Regions from separate parts of the Nomascus leucogenys genome. Here region 1 is linked to region 2. A link is a contact called in public Hi-C data. All regions are on one chromosome and are shown on one strand. Each heading gives the region's core, a stretch centred on a gene start, on an enhancer-like site or on the middle of the called end of the contact. The rest is flanking DNA. Distances are from core to core; before and after follow the strand shown.

The links. A called contact is a pair of places that touch in the nucleus more often than the background predicts.
Region 1: a Hi-C map of an unstated tissue shows a contact between it and region 2, with 4 times the contacts expected there. The contact joins the enhancer-like site here to the promoter of ZC3H12C in region 2. A contact is called at or near these places in 2 of 4 Hi-C or Micro-C datasets (a lymphoblastoid cell line and an unstated tissue).

Annotation. Positions count from the first base shown.
Region 1 is chr15:24,924,923-24,930,023 of Asia_NLE_v1, reverse strand. No RefSeq gene overlaps it. Among named protein-coding and RNA genes, the nearest start is that of ZC3H12C, 140 kb to the right of the region's middle. Within about 2 kb of position 3,188, the one cell type or tissue checked has an H3K27ac peak away from gene starts, as active enhancers do. A contact at or near this core is called in a lymphoblastoid cell line, where this site is marked.
Region 2 is chr15:24,786,564-24,791,586 of Asia_NLE_v1, reverse strand. It overlaps ZC3H12C (probable ribonuclease ZC3H12C), which reads left to right and starts at 2,039. Exons shown (of 6, transcript XM_030828629.1): 1 at 2,039-2,405. The coding sequence starts at 2,382.

The DNA.
Region 1 (5,101 bases), core at 1,939-4,438, 140 kb before region 2:
CTTCTTTTTTTTTTTTTTTTGAGATGGTGTCTCCCTCTATCACCCAGGCTGGAGTGCAGTGGCGCAATCTTTGCTCACTGCAACCTCCACCTCCTGGGTTCAAGTGATTCTCCTGCCTCAGCCTCCCCAGTAGCTGGGACTACAGGTGCACACCACCACACCTGGCTAATTTTTGTATTTTTGTGGAGATGGAGTCTCACCATGTTGGCCAGGCTGGTCTCAAACTCCTGACCTCAAGTGATCCATCCACCTCAGCCTCCCAAAGTGCTGGGATTACAGGCATGAGCCACTGCACCCTGCCCCATCTTCTAACTTCTTAAATTAACAAATGATGCATATTTCAAAGACAAGAAAGCCAGATCTTTCATTTCTCATTTGCAACAGCCAAATTCATTAAGAGGAAGCAAAATACTTTTATAGATTTCAAAGAATTAAACCATAGAGGGTTTGAGTATAGAATGTTTAGTGTAAGACATTGAAAGACAGGATATGTGATATGATATGGATATTATATCCCACTAAACAAGATAAAGCATTCCTCCCAGACATGAGGGAGGCAGGAAACAGACAGACATAAGTGAGTATCCAACCCCCCAGGATTGAGACCCTTAGTGAAAAGTGTAAACCCCTAGGTAGGTTTGAGGAACTGAGGACAGAAGAGTATGTTTTATACCAAGAAAAAAAAGATTCATTAAAAACGAGCTTGCTGTGTGCCATAAGCCATCATAGGATAGATTCAAGGAACTAGAAATGAAAGTATAGCATACTTCGGTAGAGAGCCTTAGTGTTCCTGGCTTCATAGTAGCTCCTATCCAGCAGTTCCTGCATGCTGCAGGGGGACAGAAAACCAAGAAGGGGAGACAATGAGGAGGACCCAGAGTATAAGGACCTGAAGATCAGACAGCACGGCTACACCTAAGGGCACCAGCAGCAGAGGCTGGTGCAAGTCAGAAGGATGAGCAGGGACCGGCAATACAAGCAGAAAACGACCAGCAGGATGAGATATTCAAGTAGAGGCTAATCCAGGCCAGCTCACCACTCCTGCCAAGCTACTGTACAAGCTTCCACTTGTACCCAGAAGCCATAATAAGTGGTATAGACAGGAGACAGGGAAATACTGCACAAAAGAGGGTGGTTCCCCAGCAAAGACCCCACATTCAAGCAAGCCTGGAAACCCACAGCACTAGATGAGAACAGGCATTCCTGTTTTTGTGCCCAAAAGTTGCCTTTTGGCCCACCATGCACCCCCATCCTGTACATATATAAACCCCAAACCCCAGACTCCACAAGCCAATGAACAGAAGAGCAGAAGAACGGAAGAACAGCATGGCAGAAAGAAAAAAAAGGAGTATCTGAATGCCAAGAGATCAGCTGGGAATGGTCGGAGAGGAGAACGGACACCGGCTGCCCAAACTCCAGGGGAGGATCATCTTTTCACTTCATCCCCCTTCCAGCTCCCCATCCATCCCACTGAGAGCCACCTCCACCACTCAACAAAAGCCCTGTACTCATCCTTCAGGTTTATGTATGACCTGATTCTTCCTGGACACCAGACAAGGAACTAGGTACCAAGAGGGCACTGAGCTGGTTAACACTTAAGCCATCCATGGACAGCAAGGCTAAAAGAGCGCACTGTCACACATGCCCACCTGGGCTTTGGGGGTTGAAGGATCCCACCCATAGATGCTGCTATGGGGCCTGGGCCCAGGGGTGCTCGGTCCGGCTCCTGCACCTGCCCATCTGCATGCTCCCCGCCTGTAAGGAGTTTGAGCATGCACAGTGGCCAGACAAGCTACACCCCTGTTGCATGTCCTGCTAGGGGGGGTCAGGGAACTCTCCCGTTTCATCAGCAGAAAGCAGCACAAAAAGAAGGAGGGGAACATCCAGGAGAGCAGGGGCAAGGAGTTAGAGGAGCCCTTGAGAGAAAAGGACACCCCTGACAACCTGAATTTTGAATCAACAAAATTTAAATTCTGGGTAATTACACCAAAAGACTAAATTCTAAGCCAGAAGAAAATCAAAGTGACAAGGTTAATTTGTTTATTGTTTGTTTACTTGATTTAATTTATTTTTTTTCTCTCTCACTGTTATTGAAACAGGGGCTACTTGAATTCAACTGTAGAGGTGTTTAAAAAAAGAATCACGTGTTTATATGTGTGAGGTTTGCGGGACCTGCTTAAAGTTTTGGTCCTGGAAGGGTCTTCGAAGCGCATCTAATTCACACTGTGTTGAGAGGAAATAGATGAAGAAATAGGAAACAATTATCTCAGGACTACAAAGCCAGTCACTAAAAGGGCCAAGACAAGATTGCACATTTCCAAAGGCACCCAGACATGTGAGCATTCAAAATCAAGAGCCACTTTCACCCATAGTCATTGATGATGAAAAACATGGGTTCAATAGATGTTGCTGCTTCAGATTTATAAGCACACACAAAACGCTTGTACCACTGGAGCGAAGCCACCAGCCATCAATGACTGCATGATGCCTTTCCCCCAGCTCTTTGCTCTCAACGGTAATTCCCTTTGCCATAACTTTCTGTTTTCTGCAGTGCCAGCCAGTCGTGACTGGTTGTGGCATCTCTAACAAAACACACTGGATGTTGTTTTAAAGTCCCATGATTGCATTTCAGAGCTAAAAATAGGACTATGCTGTATCATCTGATATTTTCAGATGATCAGCTACACCACTCCCCTCCTTTCTGAAACTAACAGAGGTAAGTGGATTTTAAAATTTTGTTCTTTGAACAGCTCACGTTAAAGAACAATAGAGCCATTACATAAGCATACTTAATTTCAACTCTACACACTTAGCCCATTTCCCCCAACCCACTTTCCCCTCATTTCATGGGCTACTAAAAATATAGAACTAAATAGTGTGGCCCACCTGGAAGTGAGTGTGTACACTGTTTAGCCTGAATGAGTGCTTGTGTGTGTTAAAGGAACAGGCTGCCTTCCAGGTGTCACCTCACATTTGGTTTCATTTTACTTTTCTCTAGTCATATGCCTTTGCCCTGACTTCTACGCCTATTTTTACATTTTATTTTACAGAAATTATGTATTTCTGTAATGCAGCTTATAAAAATGATAAGAATATTAATCAATCAATGTGCTTACTTTCATCAGCTTCAGTCAAACTTCTATTTACCCATCTTCAAATTATTTGCTCAAATTATATCTACAAGGCAAAATGAAAGTAAATAAGGAAAGAATCCTGCTACTGAGGATTAAAAGCACCTTTTACATAATAACTAATGAATTTTGCAGACTGGCTGTGAACATGGCTGACAGCATCAAATAGATATGCCAGTGGCGAATTTTTGCTCTGTCCATGTGAATATAACCTCAATTTAAGATCATAATAAAATTTGAAACAGTGAAGCAAGAGTGAGATTTAACCTCATTAAGATCAGGAGCACATCTTCTTTTAATAACTATTTCAAACATGTTTACATACAGACTCACCCAGGCAAAGTAACCACAATAACTGTTTTTAAAGTGAAATACGTTAATATACTACCTACTCTACAAAAACAAGTAAGAACCTTTGGAAGCAAAATAATAATCATCATTTGAAATATGAATAGTTACCTGAAAACCTATAGCAATGCAAAGCCAAATTTAAGATGAACAAACTAAAGATGTCCAAAATTTAAGTTGAGACAGCCCTTTGCTCTTGGCGAGCTACAAAATAAATACAAGTTCCCCTCCATTTATGTCGCACACACAATTTAGGGGGGCTCACTTGGACAATATTTGTACTAAGATACATAACGTCATCTAGAATATAAGTCAGAGTACCTAGCTATTTCTCTCTTTTGCGATTATTCACTTTAAAATTACAAATTCCAATTCATTTTTAGATTTCAAATGATCTAAACTTTATCTGTTTTTAAAATGCCTATATTCCTTGGTTTTCTCTAATCAAGGAAGTGAATAGGTATTTTAGCAAGAGAGGTCGTGGGGAAGATTGCAAGCATTATACTATGCGTTGTTGAGTGGGTTCAGAATAGTTTATAATATATTATCATAAAACAAATTGACATCAATAGCATAATTGCTGCATGAATAATCTTAGAACAAGTGAGAACTTTCGAGGCTTTTTTATTGTAAGCAATCATTATGCTCACCACATAAAACAAATGCCTTCTGGGAATTTTTTAAATAAGACAGCTTTTTCTAGCTTGTATTTCTTGGTTTCAACATGAGATATCTACAAGATGAAAGAAGCTGTTCTGGCTATAGGGATAATATTGTGTGTAGCCATGGGTGATTAATGCAGTAAATTAAGGGGAAAAGTTGCACATGTAATGAGATATTGGTGAGTGAGTTCTCATTACCATCACAATATTTGGCACCAAAATTTAATAACTCCTTTTGCATGCGAATGCAAAAAAAGAGCATTTTAACATTAATCAAAAGCCCATAATCATACTGGATGAAAGAGAGAATGTTAACCCAACTTTACATATGAGATACGGAGTCACAGAGATTAAGAAAATGACCCAGGCAGATTTTTTAAATTATTCATAATGCCACAATATGTCGATGGTGAAAGGGAAATCAGCATAGACTCCCACAACTACCGCTGTTCTCATCATTGCCTTGTATGGAACAGAAGCATGGTAATTAGAGCTTCTGATTTCTACAGATGTTCCCACTCCCTCTTCTGCCCTGCATTCCCTCAGCACTAATGAATTCAGTATTAATTTGAAATCGATGATTGAGAAAATAAAAAGCTGTCTTCAATTCCTTTAGGGCAGAAAACAGTTCTTTAATTTTCTCTGAATTTCTCCATATTTCTCAGGCTCAGCTTCACGAAATGTGCCAGCAAAGAGTTCCTGGGTTGAGCAAACTTAAAGGGGCTTCTTTACTCCAAAAGTTCTCAGAGCCTTGACTATACTGATGTACATTGCAAAGCTCCAAGAAAGAAATATTACTTGCAGATTTATGTGACCACAGAATCTGCATTTCATGGATGTGGTAGGCAGAATAATGGCCTCCCAAAGATGTCCATTTCCTAATCCCTGGAACTTTACAAGGCAAAGGGGAATTACAGTAGCAAATGGAATAAAGGTTGCTAATCAGCCAATCTTAAAATA
Region 2 (5,023 bases), core at 790-3,289:
AGAGGTAGACTGTGTGGGCAGTATACTGCGGAGTGGGGGAACTTCCTGGCATCACTAAAGTCGTGCCATAGATGCTGTCACTTATCGTTAAACAGCCAGCCTCGTTCTAAGTCCCTGCTAAGTCCCTTAGAGATCCTAAGATTAAGGGCCTCTAACTCTGCTCCAGAGACCTCTAAGGTTTTGGCACAGTGTAAAGGGGCTGCCTTCCCAGCCCCTACTTTCCTGCCAATAAAATCTGACCCGGCTGCAAACAGCTGGCTACCAATCTTCCTAAGGGTCTTCAGGGTGGTACAAAAAAATGTGGACCTGGCTGGGCACAGTGGCTCATGCCTGTAATCCCAGCACTTTGGGAGGCCAAGGAAGGTGGATCACTTGAGGCCAGGAGTTTGAGACCAGCCTGGGCACATGGGGAAAACCTGTCTCTACTAAAAATACAAAAACTAGCCAGGTGTGGTGGCGCACACCTGTAATCCCAGCTACTGGGGAGCTGAGGCAGGAGAATCGCTTGAACCTGGGAGGCGGAGGTTGCAGTGAGCTGAGATCGGGCCATTGCACTCCAGCCTGGGCGACAGGGTCAGACTCTATATAAAAAAAAAGTGTGCACCACGGAACCAGAGAAGCCAGCCTACCTGCCTACCTGCAATTTTATTTAATCGGCTTCACGACTGGTCTACTGATGTGGAAAACAGGCTCAGTAAGACAGTCTCCTTTCATCTCACAGGCAGAGTCAGGATGCCCACGTGCACCAGCCAGTAGGATACTCTCAGAAGGGACCCCATCATCAACAGCTAAAGAGCAAGTGATGCTGGCCAAAAAGATGGGGACATCTGTGCTGCTCAACTGAGCCATAAAGGCCTATATTTGGTAGAGAATATTAAACTGAAAATTATCAAGTTTGAACCCCAATAAGCATCATGAATATCACTACCATTAGGCAGTCCAAGCAAATTCAACAGATCCAGGCTTAAACCATATATATGCCCTACTGAAAACAACTCAGAGGCAATAACTAATTTTATGAAAGGTGAAAAGTTGACCAAAGGCATGAATCGTGGTCCAGTGAAATAAATGCGTCCTTTAGATGTAACAGACCTGAATACCTCACATTCAAGCTGTGTAACTGCAGGTAAATTTTCTAACCTCGATTTTCTGATGGATAAAGAGGTTTCTAATACCCAGCTCACATGGCTGTGGTGACAAACGGGACAGTGGATTTAAAGCAGGCTATTTGGCCCGTGGCACATGGTACGGGTACAACCCATTCAGTGACCCTCCCTCTCACTCCAGAAGGAGACTCCATCCTGCCCAAGGCTCCTCGTAATGATTCCAAGGACAGGTGAATAAGGTTACTTGAACATTTCTGAAACATTGACTTAAGTTTGTGCTGGGTGTTGTACGATTCACAGAAGTAGAAAGGCTCTCTGGTCCCGGTGCTTTTCAGCCTGCGATTCAGGCGCCCACCTCTGTGCAAAGAGCTGTTTCCTTCCGATCTCCTGAAAGAGATCTGGATGTATCTTGGGTTCAACCTCGATTTTGACACGATTGCCATTTCCATCAAAGCCAATTTCCTTGCTGAAAGAAGTCCTATCCCTGGGTGAAATCCCAACAGCTTCATTTGTTTAAATTCTTTTATTGGCCTTGCTAATGCAGGGTGTGGTTTTTCCTCATCACGGAGTATTGATAAGTAAAGAACTACGGGGAACCTGCCCTAAGAAGGCGGCCCGTCGATCTCCTTGACTGCCTGGGACATGATCAGTGTTATTGCTGGGTGGAGAAGGTGTCGCCGAGCGGAAAGGCGCCGTCCTGCACCAGGTCGGGGGAGCGGCGCGGAGAGGTCGGGACCCCTGGGTTGGGCCGGGGCAGGGAATGGGCGCGAGGGGAGGCGGCGCGGGAACCTCGGGCAGCCCCAGCGGCTGGGTCGAGCCCGACAGGTTCCAGCAGCTCCCCTCACCCCTCTCCACGCCTCTCGGGTTTTCCCCTTGGCTCGGGGTTTCCTGTTTCAGTTCTCGGCGTTCTCCAGCAGCAGGTGCTGGTTTGCCAACCTCGGCTCCAGAGGCGGCGACGGAGGAGAAGGAAAAGAGGGAAGGGGAGGAGGAAGCGGCGCGGCTGCGGTGGCTGCGGGCGGGCGGGCGAGGAGCGCGGAGCCGGGTTCGCTCTCGCCCGCGGAGCAGCGGCACGGACGGCGGGGCAGGGCCGAGCCGAGCGCTCGGGCGCGCCCGAGCCGGGGCCCCGGCGTGCGGCCAGCTGGCCGGGCGGGAGGCATGAGGGATCCTCGCGCTCGCCCCGCGCCCTAGCGGCGGCCGCGACAGCCCAGGGCTGAGGCGAGAGGCGGCCGCCTGCCGGAGGGCCCCGGGGCTGCCCCAGCTCCAGGGCATGTAGTGATGGCTGCGGAGAAGAGAATGCAAGTAGGTTGAGCAACAGATTCGAGTGCGCGCGCGTGGGGGGTGTGAGTTGTGCAACCCGGGGAGGGGGCGCCGGGGCTGCGGCCCGCGGAGAGGGCGCGCGGGCGGGCGCGGCTTGGCGCGGGGGGGCCGAGGTGGCCGCTGTCTCTGCGGGCCCCGCCGCCCGCTCGCCGCTTTCTCGCAGGGTTGGCTATGCCGGGTGGCGGCTCCCAGGTTTGTCCTCGGGAAGCGGGTGGGGGGCGCGGACGGCGGCGAGGGCGGTCCTGGGGTGCCCGGTCGTGGGGAGGGCCGCGGAGCCGCGCCCGGGCGCCAGTCGGAGGGCGCCGGGGCCGCAGCGACCTCGCCGTGTGATCTCCAGGCCCAGGCGGGGCGGGCTCCGGAGGTCGAGTCACCGAGCTCCCGCCGCTCAGGTGGGGCCGAGTGGAAAGCCCGGCGCATCCTTCCCGCGGGCAACGCCGTCCCCGCCGGGATTTCGGGCGAGGTGAGGCCGGGCTCCCCGGCCCCGCGGCCTAGGGCACCGATCCCCGCCCGCCTGGGGGCATAGATCGCGAACATGGAGGCGGGCTCGGGCGCCGCGGATGGAAACGGACACACTGAGCTGCCCCAGCGGCTCAGACTCGCGCGCGCTCATGGGGCGAGACATCACTTGGCATCTCGGATCCAGCCCCGGCCATTCGCTTGACTATCCATCCCTCCATCCAGATCGCCAGCACCCCCAGGCCGGGCGTCACGAAAGCCCCTCACTCCCCCCCTCGTCCCTCCTTCACCCCCCGGCTCCAGTCCAGATCCCTTTTACACGCTGCGTTCATTTTAGCTCGGCTGTTCACATTTTTAACTCCCTACTAAGAAGTGTTACAAATATAACTTGGAGAAATGAATCCCGCTTTTCTTCCCTAAGCTGTCTCGTTTAAAGTCCTTAAAGACAGCCCTAACATCCAAGTCCTGATTACTCTGTCTGGGGTTCTTGCCATTTGGTTATCCGTTAACAATCTCGGTTTGTGCTCGGTGTTTTGTGATAAAGAGATGAAATACGAATCCAGATTTAGGAAAAGTTTTCCTATTGGTTGACAAGACTGTATTGGAGTATCCCAGGCCCATCAGGCGCTTATTGATTCAGACTTTTTTTAAACCGTTTTAGAACAGATGCAGAGATAATTGGAGCTAAGTATTGTATGTTTAGAAATTTGGCAACGTTGTTCAGTTTTTCACTTGTTACGTGCTTGAGTTTTTCCATTTTTAAAATGCATATTATAAACGGAAAACGAGATAAACCTCAAACACAATTTTTGACTTTTCAAGAACCACAAGAAGTCATAAATAGTGTGTTATAAATGTTTTTGTCTTAATGGACTTAGGATTTAGAGGGTATGACTTACATTTATTTAATCACATATACAATGAATTTTAGTAGCAGTTTCTTAATTTTAGTGTTCTCTGGTGTTTAGTGTTCTCTGGTGTTTAGTGTTCTCTGGTGTTTGATGAAGCTACATGATAGCTTCATCAAACATTTGTAAAATTAATCTTAGTGTGATAAGCCCAGGAAGATGCCTATTTCAGACTTGACCCCCTGTTCACCTGTTTTCTTCCCAATTTGGCATGCTTATTTCCAGTTACCTAAATCTGTCTACTTGATGGTACTATAAAAATAGAATGGCCTGTTGACTATGTACCCGTAGTTCAAAATGTTTTAATATTTTTACATGAAAGAGTCTATTTTACTTTTAAAGTAAGTTACAAGATTCTACTTCTAGTATTTGGTCACCATAAAAGTACTTAAACATTATAACCAAAGTAAAATGAACTTTTAAATAAACAACAACAAAGTGACTGGCGTTTTTTAGCCTTTATTTAATAATGGAAGTCTAACGGAACTATTTTAGTATAATGGGAAATATTAAAGGATAGGAAACAGAAACTTGGAATGTTTCTATACTGATGGGAGTTTTTATTAGTCACTTCCTTTTACTAAATTTTTGGTTTAATGACCAGACTATATAAAAATACCCTATTTTATATTATGGGCTTCTCTGGAGGTAGGTTTTCATGGGTTACCAACGTCTGCAAAATTGGATCCCAAGTTGTTAATAGAAATTTTATCTTTAAAACATTTTTCTTATTCTACAACTAGGTCTTCATTCTAGCAGACCACAGTGGTTTCTACATTAATTTTAATTACTATCACAAATGTAAAAGTGTTGCTGTTATAACTTCTTAGTGTGTTTCATTGTTTTTGTACATAAATTTAGGATTCTTTAATTCTGATTTGATAGCATTTTTAAAGAAACAAACAAGATATTAAGTAGGGAGTGTTTTCATCTTTTTACTGTTGGAATGTAGAATAACACTAATCTGCAGTTATTGCTCATTTGAAACTGGTATGCTCTGTTCCCTCTGCAAATAATTACTTATTATCACTCTAGCTGCTGTGTAAGGCCCCCAACCTCTAAAAGGATAGATTATGAACAGAACATAATGCTAAGTGGAATGTACTAAGTTCCGTGAAAAAAGAAGTGATAAATTCAGGTACTGGGGAATGCCTCAAAGGTAGGATTTGAGTAGGTAGAGCTGGCTGGGAGTCATTTCCAAATGAGTCAGTGAACCCTGGCAGGAAAGCAGGGAGT